Regions from separate parts of the Mus musculus genome. Here region 1 is linked to region 2. The links are chromatin contacts, called in public Hi-C maps. All regions are on one chromosome and are shown on one strand. Each heading gives the region's core, a stretch centred on a gene start, on an enhancer-like site or on the middle of the called end of the contact. The rest is flanking DNA. Distances are from core to core; before and after follow the strand shown. Region 1 has its middle 240 kb from the start of Fign. Region 2 has its middle 63 kb from the start of Gm8541.

Region 1 (6,469 bases), core at 3,032-5,531, 350 kb after region 2:
GGGCTTTCTGTGAATCTTGCAGAAGGAAAGGAATCTTATTAGCACTGATTGCTAGTCATGAGCGATCTTCAAGCTGCTCTTGTGTTTTAACTCTTGCTTGCTTTCTGGAAAGAGGAGCTGTGAGTGGAAAGGGGGTAGGGAGAGGTAAGTTTTTTAAATGGTGCCTGTCCCTGGAAACGTGGGGAGTGATTTAAACCAAATCCAAAATCCCACCTCACATCGGGTATCAAAAACACAGCAAGACATTGCTCACTGACTTCTGCAACTGATACTGTCTTTGTTTATTTAGCATAAATAAACTGGACTAAGTTGGGGGAAGTGCAGTTTAAACACAGGTGGGTCTTTAGTCGGTTTTTGATATTTGTTTGTTTGTTTGTTTGTTTTCAGATTATTTCAAACTTAATTTCTTACCTAACAGTTCTCAGATTCACCATGTCCTGTGGTTTGGGAATTCTATTAGACTAGCACTTTTGCTTTTACAATTAGTATCTTATAGACCTCTGAGTTCTACACAGCTATGAATTTGTGCTTGAAATAAAAAACAAAAGTCAATAAATAAAATGGGCCAAGTGATGTGTTTTAGTAAAGCAATAAAAAGAGCAATTTGTGTCTACTAGTGTAACTAAAGGTGAGCATGCTTTAGGGTTTGAGGTAGTAAACTGACAACCAAGTTATCTCCTTGTTCAATTCTGATTGTGCCTTTGCACATCCCATCTTACAGATTTTCCCTTACTATGCACTTATTAAACATTATATATGAATATATAATGTAGCAGCTGCAATTAAATAGATACTCCAAGAAGGTAGAAGAGAATTTGTCTAGAGAACTGGAAAGACCCCTTGTTGGTACTGCAAAAGTCTAGCACATTCTGTTATGTTGCAAAAGATGTATAATATCTTCTGTCATGTGCTTGTCCCCAGTCTGGGGATACATCTAGCATGTTTCAAAATGATGTCCACCTGTGCTGTCTCTGTATCTACAACTTAGGTGGTGGCCCACATTCCCAAATCATGAGCTGTTACCAAGTTTCAAGCATGTGAAATAGCAACATATTAGAATAAAGAACAACCCTAAGGTTATGAACTCCCAGTAAGTCAAAGATGACAAACCAAAGACCATAACCTTGAGGAGATTTATCCATAACCCAAGCGCTGTTACAAAAAACAGATAGATAGAACAAAAAAACCTTCATATCCTAAGTTCGGTGCTCTCTTCAGCAATGCATGCAGAGCAGTCTAATGTTCATACCAAGTGTTTTGAATTTACAGCCCACATGCTCAAGGTCTAATACCAATGAAAGACTCAGAGAAGTAACCTTTCTTTCTAAGCCACAGCCCTGTGCCTCAACATTGATTTCCTGTGCCTTGACTGCTCACTGCTGTTTCAATTTTGACTCTTTCCAAGGATGTGCTTGTATTTCTTGCCAGCCAGAGAACGTCTTCACTTAGGAAGTAAATTAACCCCACAGATCACAATTTCCCTTATCCTTTCTCTATGTGCCCGTTTCTCCTCCTTCCCTAGTCTTGGGGCTGACCTTATAACTGAACATACAAGGAGAACCTTTACTGGAATCATAACTTATTTACTGTTTACTCTCAACTATATGACATCATGTGTTGAGTGCTGCTCTGTGACATCTATGGTTAGAAAACTGTGAAATTTTACTTAAATCAAGCATATAAGTGCTTTTGTCAAAGAGATGGGGTCATATCAGACATTATAGAATAGCAAATGAGACTGTGTTTGGCAAAGGGGAACTTACATCCCAGCCCTAGTATTGACTGCATCCTAAAACAAATCTCAGGTGTTTATTTTTCAAAATGGTGTGACTTATAAAACCTTTGGCTGAGTACCTGGTACATGAGTCTTTCAATAAATATTAACTGACACTGATATTATCATTATCAATAGTGGTGATATTAGTATTGTACTACAAATAATAAAGACACGGATGTGTGTGTATTGCAAAGCTGAAATAACTATGGAATTCTGATTGATATTTAACGTAGAGATAGGAGAGGAAAGTAGAGACAGGGGTTATTGGAGCTTTTCCCACTTGAGACACTATATGTCCTGGTCTTGCTGTACCCTTAAAATAATATTACTTCTAGGATTAGATTTTGGTTAAGTAGCATTTAAAATTTTAATTACATTTATTCCATTTATTCTCTCTCTCTCTCTCTCTCTCTCTCTCTCTCTCTCTCTCTCTCTCTCTCTCTGTGTGTGTGTGTGTGTGTGTGTGTGTATGTAGATTGCAGAAGCAGTTATCTTGTTCTGCTGCTGAGAAATAGTGTCAGCCATTACATATATTTGCTAATTGTGGATTTCTGTCAGGTGAGCCTAAAAGAGCTACTCAGGCAACCTTAATGACTGAAAACTATGAACATGGTTGTCAACCTTTATAGGAACCATGAAATGAGAAAACTGTGAGCTAAGAAGACTAAGATTTGACCCAAACTAGGACTCTGGGTATCTGTTAGACCCAGAGGAAAGTCTATCGTAGAAGCTCAAACAAGCCAACCTACCCAGCAACAAGAAGGAGGAACATAAATGGAACCAGAGTAGACTTGGGTCAGATATGAGCAGGCAGTTACAGAAATTCCCCCAGAAAGAATGTCCATGACCTTTTCTGAGGCAGCTGCCAGGGCTACCCAGCTGAAAACAGTCAGATGCAGTGGCCTTTGTGAAGGTCTCAATTACTCTATGTTTTAAAATGCACAACTGTGGTAACAGGGGGACCATCTATTCAGTAAAATTAGCCAGAGAGGAGAAAATATGATCAAACATGAGCAACCGAACAGACAGTTTAGCATTCTATTCAAACCAGGGTCAGGAATGTCACTAACTGATGTCCCAGTGAGTATCACGTAGTCTCATTTGTTTCTTGTGTATTTTATGCAATAGGTATTAATATCCCTATTTTGCAGTGAAATTGCGGTTAAATAAATTGAAATGTATATCTAACACATAGATTTTCACTAGAAGAAACAAATAGGATTAAAGTAGATATCCAAGCTCTTTCTATTTTCTCTTAATGTATTCTCTTTCTGGAAAGTAGAGCTACAAGGATACACAAAGTCTCTGAGGGGACACAGAAATATGTAACAAAAGTAAAGTAAGTGTTCAGTGGTGTAGGGATGTCACAAATTACAACCTTAACATCCTGTTGGACTTACTAATAAGAAGGATATTAGTGACCTTTGTTAATATCATGAGGACCCAAGCTGGAAGCAGTAGGCGATAGAGAAGGGATAGTGGCTGAGACTGAGAAGTCTTCTTAGACAGAAATTGACAGTAAGAGAAAGACTCTGGTCAGTGCCATCTGTTAACCATGCAGTTGTTGTTTGGGGAGATTAAAATGTTTGTTTGTGGTAAAGATAAGGACTCAAAATCAATACAGACTCAGAAGAAACAGTAATGTAATGTTGTGCTTATGTGGACTGGACAGAAAAAAGGTAGCTAAAAATATGCAATGTTTTGTTGGTTTGTTTGTTGAGGAGGTAACAATTATACAACTCTAGAAGTACCTGAGAATCATCAGAATGTGACAGGAAATAGCACTTCCTATTTAGTCATGTGACTTTTAGTCAGGTTGGCACGGCACTTGGGAGCAACCAGAGTTCAAGAAATTGTTCAGGTCAGGGTGTGTCTGTGAGTAAATTTTGAGAGAGGGTTAGCTAATAGGAGATGACTATGGTAATGGAGTTGGTACTACAGTGTAAGAGAATACACTGCACACCTAGATGGACGAAGGTGGTAGCTTTGGCTTAATATTCCTGACACTATCCTGTTCTGCCTCTAGAGGTTCAGACTCAGTGGCACCAAAGGCACTGAATGAACCCTATAAAGCTATGCCACAATACAACTCTGTCTCCTATAAGTTGGTTTTCTTAGGCATTTTGTCACACAACATAGAAAGAAACACAGAAAGATATTTAGCATCTTATGTCGAACAGATAAGGGGAAGGAAAAAGAATTTGTTGCAACAAATCATTGACAAAGTAATTGTAGAGTTCTTAAGACAGTTGAGGGAATGAATGAATGAATGAATGAGCCTGTGATTTAATGACACAGGAGACATTCAAGCAATATTCATGATATAGTGTAAGAGCAAGGCTACAAAAAAATCTTTTAGGAAAATCTGGATGGAGAAGAACCCAGTGTGTGCTGAAAGTTGATGAGCCAATGCTCTTGTCACTGACCTTCTGGGCTCTTCATGGTCCCCAGTAGGTGACTCTCACCACAGCCTTCCAAGGGTGCAGTCATACTCACTGTGCAGTCAATAGTAACACTGCTTCCATTAGATAGGCTGGAGCATTTTGCAATAAATCCAGGTCTGTTATAAACACTGAAGATGCCTTCTCCTTCCACCATCTGCAACCCAAATGACTGGTGTTTTATTCCCACAGATGGGATATAGTGGACTTTGTCTCCTTTCCTTAACTTTTCTGAAAAAAAGAAAAAAGGCCTGTAAATCTGATAGTATTGGGGGAAAGTAAAATTTTTAGAATTACCAGTGTGGGCACCTAGGAATTTTAACAGAAATGAACAGTAAGTTTAATGATTGATTTTAGAGGCACACAAGTATGTATAAAGTATAAGTTTGGAACTTGAAAAGATACTAATGGTGTGGTTGGAGCTTCTGTACCCGAAGCTGCCCCCATCTTCACAAATCTATAGAAATCAATTTCTGTTTGTTGGTTTGGATTATCTAATCGCTGGGTCAACATTCAAAGTACATACTCAAACCAGATAAGAAAAAAAAATGCTTATAAGTCTATGAATTAAACTGCTCCGAAAACACAAGGTCAGTTTTAAGAGAAACAAACAAACAAACAAAAAAACCAAAGCAAAAAAACCTACCCTTCTCCGAAGTACTGACTCTGTTTATCCATTGTAATTAGGGTTTCACATGGTTTCATGGTCTTCAAATTTGTGAAATGTCCATGAAGTCAGAAGTTTTCATAAACATCTTGTCAGGGGCCCATGTTGATTTAGGAAGTGTCCACATGACGGTGAAACAACAAATCAATCCAGTGAAGAAAGATCAATTGATTCAATAAAAACATCAAACAGGCTGTTTGCCATGACGAAGATCAAACTAGTGTTTGACAGAACTTTTACTTTTTAATCAATGCTATTGATGTCTGTAAACACTCTCTTCATCTTACTAGACCATGTTCATCATACAAAAGAGGATGGCGTTAGTAACTGATAACTGATTTCTGCAAGGAAACACACCAGAATTTCAACTTTAGGCCAAAATTTCAAGTTTGTTTAATCCCTCCCCCCCCCCTAACTAATTGCCTCCTCATTCATGCCCATCTGAAATAACTTCTTTTGCTACATGGTGTAATTCATTATGCAACACACCCTACTTCGGGCAGTTTCCAGCCTATTCCCTAACCTCTCCTGCGTGTACTCCTAGGAAGATATACAGCCCTATTTCTTTATGTGTTTCCTTCCTGTTTCTTGAGTGACGCCTTTGGAGTCTACTATGTCCATCATCACTTAACTGTCAACTGTGGTTAGAGACATATGCTGTTTTAAGCTCATTATTTCTCCCAATTGGAAAAACCTCAATCTCTAGAGTTCCTATCTCCAACGTGCAGCAGCCAGCCTGGGATCTGTGTACAATCTGTGTACAGATGAATGCTTGGGTTTGGCCTTCACAGTCCTTTGCCTCAGACCTGTAGCATGTAAGGAAGAGCCAATGCTCACTTGTGTGCCTTAGAAGTGCACTGTGAAAACTGCAAAGAAAAAAAAACGGTAAAAGAAATGTTAAGGTAAAGATTCTGTTCATAAGAAAGCGGTTGTCTCAATTAGGACTTTCACAAACTACATAAGAGTTCAGGAATCACCCTGATGCTCCTGTAATGTTCTTACACATAACTTTCCCTAACTCATCACAGTTGATTTGACAGCCAGATACCTTTCAGGGACAGCTATATGAGCTTCAGTTTAACAGAGTTCAAGGCAAATGTGAGAGTAAAGGATGAAAGCACCATCCAGATCACGGGCAACGCAGGTGGAACTCCATTGAAGCCTTGGTTAAAGAACTGTGCAGGCACATCTCCGAGACTCCGGGGTACAGGCAGAGAATGATACCTAGCTCCTGCCTCCGGAACTCCTAATTTGGCAATCTAAGTTAGCAGGTATGGGTGCTCCAAAGGTTCAGAAAACTATATTCAACATCTTAAAGACAGCATAGCATTTAGAGACATTAAACAAGAAACATTTGAGATTCATACTAACCAGGGAGTCTACTTGGGGACCTGAGACAATAAAGGCAAATGTATATGTAAATAGTTGCTAGCAAAGCCCAAGTATGCTTTTTTCACTCACTGGTATGTTATGTTAACATAGGCCAAATCAAATACATGTAGTACTCCACCATGAACATATCCGGGCTTGTGTATTAGGAAGGCACAGTTATTGTTTTCCTTACAGGGGGAGAAGAGCCAAAGA
Region 2 (6,487 bases), core at 782-3,281:
AAAAATGCCATAATGATTACAAGCACTGGCTCTTCTTCCAGAGGACCATTGTTCAATTCCCAGCTGTATGTAATTCCATTTCCATGGGATCTGATGACCTCTTCTGGTCTTGGTGGCTACTGAATCCATGCAGTGCACAGGCAAAACACCCATATGCACAACAATAAACAATACAATTTAATTAAGAGAACAAAACACAAAGTGAAGAGGATGTGAAGGTGAGACAATGTACAAATATAAAAGAGGGATGTAGCAGGCTTTCGGAAGAGGAGTTGAAGTGTGCAAATAATAAAAATAAATTGTGTGATATTCTCAAAGAATGAATAAAATATTATATTCAAAAACAGATAAACAAGTGTAAAGCTGACCACCTTATTAACGGAGAGACTTACATTTACAGGGTGTTCATGGCCTGTGAACTTAGAAGATAAATAGCTTAACTCTATTTAAGCCTCTTGTAAGAAAATGAAAGGAAATGTGCCCAAGTGCCAGCTCTATTTGCTTTTACAGAACTGTGATGTTGGGGAAATTTCAAAGGAGCCTATTTTATGCAAAATTATTTATTTGCTGTAATAAGCATGGATATTTAGAGGGATAACCAAAAATTTTCAACAATGCAAATTGCTTACCAGGCAACGCAAACTGGCTAGACTATAGCTGTCTCCTGACAGACTAAAACATTTAAAGAGCACAAACTTCCTTGCAGAAGCCCCTAGCTGCCCCATGCACAGACATAGACTTTTTTTCTGCCTTAATTTGCCCCTTGGATGCATAACTTGCCTTTTATTGAATGCTAATTGTTTGTAGGGTACATGGTAGCCCTCTAAGAGTCTGGCAAACCTATACACCGGGGAACTAAAGATACAATCAGCTGCATCTCAGTGCCATTGAGATTTTTTGTTCCAAGGTGAGAGGAAACTGTGACAGGAGCTGCATCTCAAGCTGTTTGTCCAGCCAGACCTGAGATTTTGGAGGCTGGTATCTGAATTTATTTATTCACAGGGAGGGTGACTGAATACAGATGCCAGTGCTGGCTGAGTTAAAAGCAAGGGAATGTAAGTGCTTAGACTTAACCTATAGCAGACCTGAGGAATAAAAAGGCCCAGAGCCCAAGGTGCAGAAAGGGAAGAAAGAAAGGGGACTGAAAGAGATCAGCCCTAATGAACTGTTCTCTGAATCCAAGGAGATTGTGGAAGTGATGTCTTAGAGACCAAGACCACTCCCAAAGAAAGCAAGGATGAAGTGGGCCAGTCATAATGCTATGTATATGGGAAGAGACAAACAGGAGGAAAATGGAAATCTGCAGCTAGAAAGACTCAATCACGCAAACCCATGCACCAAGGGTGACTCTATGACAGGTAGTCAAGAATACGTGTATACCCATGAACACACACGTTAGGTTTGCTCTTGTTTGGGTGGTTGTTGTTGGTATTTTTTGTTTTGTTTTGTTTTTTTTGTTTGTTTTTGTTTTTGTTTTTTGCCTTACTCTGAGGAATCAAAGCATAAGGTTTTATCACTCTTCATGATCCAGACTATCTTTAGGTAAGAAGAGATCTTACGTACTTATTTTCTCTCTAGGTTGAAATGTTTTATACAATTAAAAGCGGTTCATAATTGACCAGAGGTTCATCTGCACCCTTGTTTACTGGAAAATGTTGAGAAACCAAGTTGCAGAAAACACAGCTTGGGTGTTTGCTCTGGAGAGTAGAAACTGAAAGAAACCAGGAAGAAGAGGCCTGTGACTTCCTGTAAGTCCAAAGTCAATGACCTTGTGCACTTCCCAGCAGCTAACTAATCCAACCCCACGTCCCAAGACAATTTTGACCACTGGGCTTGACGAACAAATTTCTAGTAATATAAATTAGAAGAAATTATCATCTTGTCTTGTTTAATTTGTGGAAAAAATGCTATTTACTTTCTGAATGTGGCAATATGGTTCAATAAATTATCTTTCAGTTACACGTGTTTAGAAAAACAAATGGACCATCTGACTCTCCAGAATTCCCTTACAAAGCATGAGTCATTGTGAGAGTAGAGTGCCCTTCTCTGTTCTTGTCTTCTGTTTTCCCCCCTTCATCTCTCCTTTCCGAATTACTTCCCTACATATTTATACCTAGTGAACACTAGGCAGTCCAGCCATGGCACATATCATTGTGAAAACTAGAACAGAGAAGTTCTCTCTTGTGGACTTCCTAATGGCAAAGTAGTACACTCAAAATGCTCTCGGGTGCTGCAGTGGTAATGCTGTATGGGCTTCTGCTTGGAGAGAAGAGGAAAGGCAGCAGAGCCCGTGATGCACTAGGTAAGTGTAGTTCATTCTATTATAGTACATACATTTTAGTGATATACCAGAAGTCAGAACACTGAATTCAGTCATGTGTCCTCCGACCTCTCTCCTTAAATCCCTGTTTGGTTTTCCTTTGTTTACTCATTTTTATGATGTTCTTTACAACAACTGTAATGATGTTCAGTGTTTTATTATTAGGCTCTTGGATTCTGCTCACTTCCTAATTGATATCCCCACTATGGCTATAACAGCATATTGCTCAGAGCAGAGAGGCAGTACTAGTTGAGTGAAGAAATAAATGAAATGCATTTGATACTATTTTGAGGACAACTAATCTCTACCAGCAAAGAAATGCCAAAGCAATGATCTATCATATTAACTAGATTTTAAAGGTTCTACCAAGGAAGACGTTTTTCATAAAATATAGTTGTAATTTTGGGGGTGGAAGGAAGTATGGGAAAACTATAGAACATAATCAGAAAAAGTAGGTTTAACTCCAGGCTTAATTTCTATAAACTCTTGGGCAACTGATCAAATTTCTCTGGGCTCTAGGTTCTTTTAATGAAATAATGGTAAATTATCCACCTTACCATGTTTTAATGAGAATTACCAGTAATATATGTAATGTGCTTGGACCTTGAACATGGAAGCTACCAAATTAATGGTAGCTATTAACACCATTATTTTTATTAGCAAATGCTCTACAGTGATTAAGTTACCTGCCTTTTCATTTACTAATTTAATTATTTCACATGCTATTTAGGCATTAAAATTGTAGTAGGTATGAAAATGATTCATTTCTCTAAGATACAGGATTTCTGTTAGCTTACAAAGTAAATACAGTTATTCTTGACTGTCTCATTGTCTCTCTGTACCTTTACTGTGTTAATGTCACCCTTATGCATATTAATTATTCTGAACTATATAAAATGAAATAATTTATTTATAAAAAGCATAAATGAATATGGAACTTGATTTGGAAGTACATGTCATTCCTATTTTTACATAGAGCTGTGGATAGAAAAGCTGCTTATTTTCAAAAACTTGGAATGGAGAGTAGTACCGAGACCTAGAAATTGATTTTAGAAAGCCATCAGGTCCCTGAGATATGGGCAGGAAAAGGCATCACCAGCACTGTAGGTGACAATGTTCTGACACCTACAAACATCTGACTTAGCAGACTTGTAAAGTGGTGCTTAAAAGAGTTGGTGTGGCACATAAGTAGATAATGCAAATATGTTACCGACCCCTACGAATAGTTGCAATTATGCAAATTTCAAAACCTTCATCTTTTATAATTAGGCATAGTGTGCTATGTAGTTAGGGGGTCTACTGGCTAGCTCCAGTTCTGTGATATGTCAAACAGCTTCCCCTTAAAACTAATGCACTTCAAATCGACAAACATATGCCTTCTGCTAAACACTGACAGAATGTTTATGAAGGAAGGGAACAGCATGGCATTCTAAGTAATTGTTAGTGACACAATACACCCCTAGTTTGTAATTTAATAAAATGCTTTGTATGAAAAGCTAATACTATTTGGTAATAGCCAAGCCTATTGCTGGATTGAGCACAGAAGTGTGAATTTTTAATTAATATCCTGAAACCTCAGGAATTAAAATTATTGTCCTTGAGCATCAGAAAGGAAAAAATATCTTCTTATAACATTTACTTAGAAAACAAATTTGTCCTTATTTGGTATATAATTTCCTCACATATAATTACTATGGAACACTTGAACCTCATTATCCATACTGCTGAGAACACAAAATGCATAATAACATAAGCACACCATGTAACCATATAAAACACAACTTATAACAAAATTATAAATGTATGTTATATGTACATTTAATGCTTATATTAAAGTACACATATGACCATAATTGTGTATGTATAAATCATATCTGAACCTAAAATACAAAACCAACTAAGCCTTTTTTTTTACATTAAAGACTGAAGAGGCATCTTGGTATATTTGAGTTTTGAATTAAACAGTTGTACATGCATAGCATGGCAATGCCCTCCTGTAGCCCTAGATACTTGAGAGACTGAAACAAAAATATCATTTATACCTCATGTTCTGAGGCCAGCTTGGACAACATAACAAGATTCTACATCAAAGAATAAAGTAATACTGAGTATGCCTGAGTAAAATTATGCTCCCGTTCAGAGAAATGTGCCTCATCACTTGAAAAGCCACATTTTTATTTACTTTTAGATTTACTGAAGAATTCACCTCATCTCAATACCTCTTTCGATGGCAACTGGCTAAAACCCAAGTTAGTAAAATACACTAAAGTCCAACCAAGTGAGCATAAAAATTGACTAGTGGAGAACCATTTTAAAATATTTATGTGGTTATTGTTTCAGTATCTCAGCTTCTTTTTCAAAGTTAGCTTAAAATGTTCTATGTTTACTTATATATATATAGTCTGGCATCTCCAAAAATTTAATAATTAAAAACAAAGCACAAAAACAGATCCTCAACACAAGGGGGCACTGTTTACCAATCTCTTAGGAATAGACTTGGGTTGAAACATTTTCTATTTGAGTTCTCAAAGACTAATTTTTAATTCATCCCTCTTAATTTTATATCTGATTTTTCATTGCAAATCTGGTAATTAATAGGGAAATGGAATTTTTAATTAAAATGAAAATGCAAATTTGGAGCTTAAAATGGATTTTGTGTGTGAGTGTGTAATTAGTAATCAAAAATTTAATCTATCTGCATCTATACTCTATGCCATTGTATACATATACTACCCTACCCTTCTCCAATATGGGCTACATTCACAATGTCCTTTCTTCTTGTCATCTCATGAGTGTACTCCTTGTTCTTATTTGCATAGAATTTAATTCTTGCTTGTTAAGTTCATCAAACATATAACTATACATATCATTTCCATGAGAGATCATTTTCTAGCAAACGAGATGGCTCATCTAATAAAGGCACTTTTGTCAAACCTTACTTACTACCTTTGTTCAATATCAGGAACGTACAAGGTAACAAGGGGGATATGACTCCTGCAAATTATCCTCTGATCACGACACCCACACTGGAAAACAGAAAATATTACTTAAAATACAATGCTGTGGTCTTAAAGGTGTAAGTCATAGCTCTACCCAACAAGTAAACTATTTTTCATTGAATAAACATCTGGAGTAGACATCTTATTTCATTCATTTAATTCTGTAATCTAATTGTATATAATAACCAAGACACTGTTATACATATACTATAGTACACTTACACACATGTGAAAACACATTCAAAGTCTATATTTTGTATCAGGTTTATAAATTCTAAATATCTGTAAAATACTTTTTTGTATTTTATGTGAGTTTCAAAGTGAAGTATGCTTGAAAGCACAGTATAAGATTCACTCCTGCACTCAATTCTTACTGAGTTGCTTAACCATCAAGAGCATTCAAAAGAATACTGGGGACCATCAAAGCCCACAAGATTTAGCTTCTAGTTCGTTTTTGCTCTTCAAACAATCAGAGGAGTAGCTAAGATAACAGATGAACAGATTTTGTGACACATTTATAAATTCTACCTGTATGTAAAACACTTAAAATATATAATGACAGGCTGTTTATTAAATGTATACAGTAAATGGGCTTGTTTTTCTTCTCTTTAGACTGCCACAACTTTTTAAAATTTCTCCATCATTTCAAGTACAAGCTATGCAAAATACACTTATTTCTGACACAAATTCAGAAACTAAATGCATTAGCCAAAATGTTCTAAGAGCTTAAAAATACTTGTATCAACGAACATACACATTTTGTTTTAAAAGCTACAGTATAATTTTATATTGACACAAATAAGAGGTCAAATATTTTATGTGAGTTTCAAAGTTAAATGTATAAAATACGGCGTACATCTCAGTATACCGCTCAGCACTTAGGAAGCTGCTTAACCATCAAGAATAGTCAAAAGAATACAGGAGTCCATCAAAACCGAGAGGATCAAGCTTGCAGTGCGTTTCTACTCTTCAAACAACCAGAGCAGTAGCTAAGGTAACAGCTAAATAAAATTTGAAGTATTTGAGAACATTTTATGCATAATCACTATGGGACATTATTTTCAGGGAGACATGCTAAAACATCTAATCTTACTCCAGATAGGAAATGGACAGACCAAAATGACAGCACCAGCCAAGTCCACCTGATGAGCCAGTGAATTTTCTTGGG

What was found. A called contact is a pair of places that touch in the nucleus more often than the background predicts.
Region 1: a Hi-C map of liver shows a contact between it and region 2, with 2.4 times the contacts expected there. The contact joins two enhancer-like sites. A contact is called at or near these places in 2 of 484 Hi-C or Micro-C datasets (cranial neural crest and liver).

The regions. Positions count from the first base shown.
Region 1 is chr2:63,856,935-63,863,403 of GRCm38.p6, forward strand. No RefSeq gene overlaps it. Among named protein-coding and RNA genes, the nearest start is that of Fign, 240 kb to the right of the region's middle. Within about 2 kb of position 4,282, at least 1 of the 459 cell types and tissues checked has an H3K27ac peak or open chromatin away from gene starts, as enhancers often do. A contact at or near this core is called in liver, where this site is marked.
Region 2 is chr2:63,508,965-63,515,451 of GRCm38.p6, forward strand. No RefSeq gene overlaps it. Among named protein-coding and RNA genes, the nearest start is that of Gm8541, 63 kb to the right of the region's middle. Within about 2 kb of position 2,032, at least 3 of the 459 cell types and tissues checked have an H3K27ac peak or open chromatin away from gene starts, as enhancers often do. A contact at or near this core is called in liver, where this site is marked.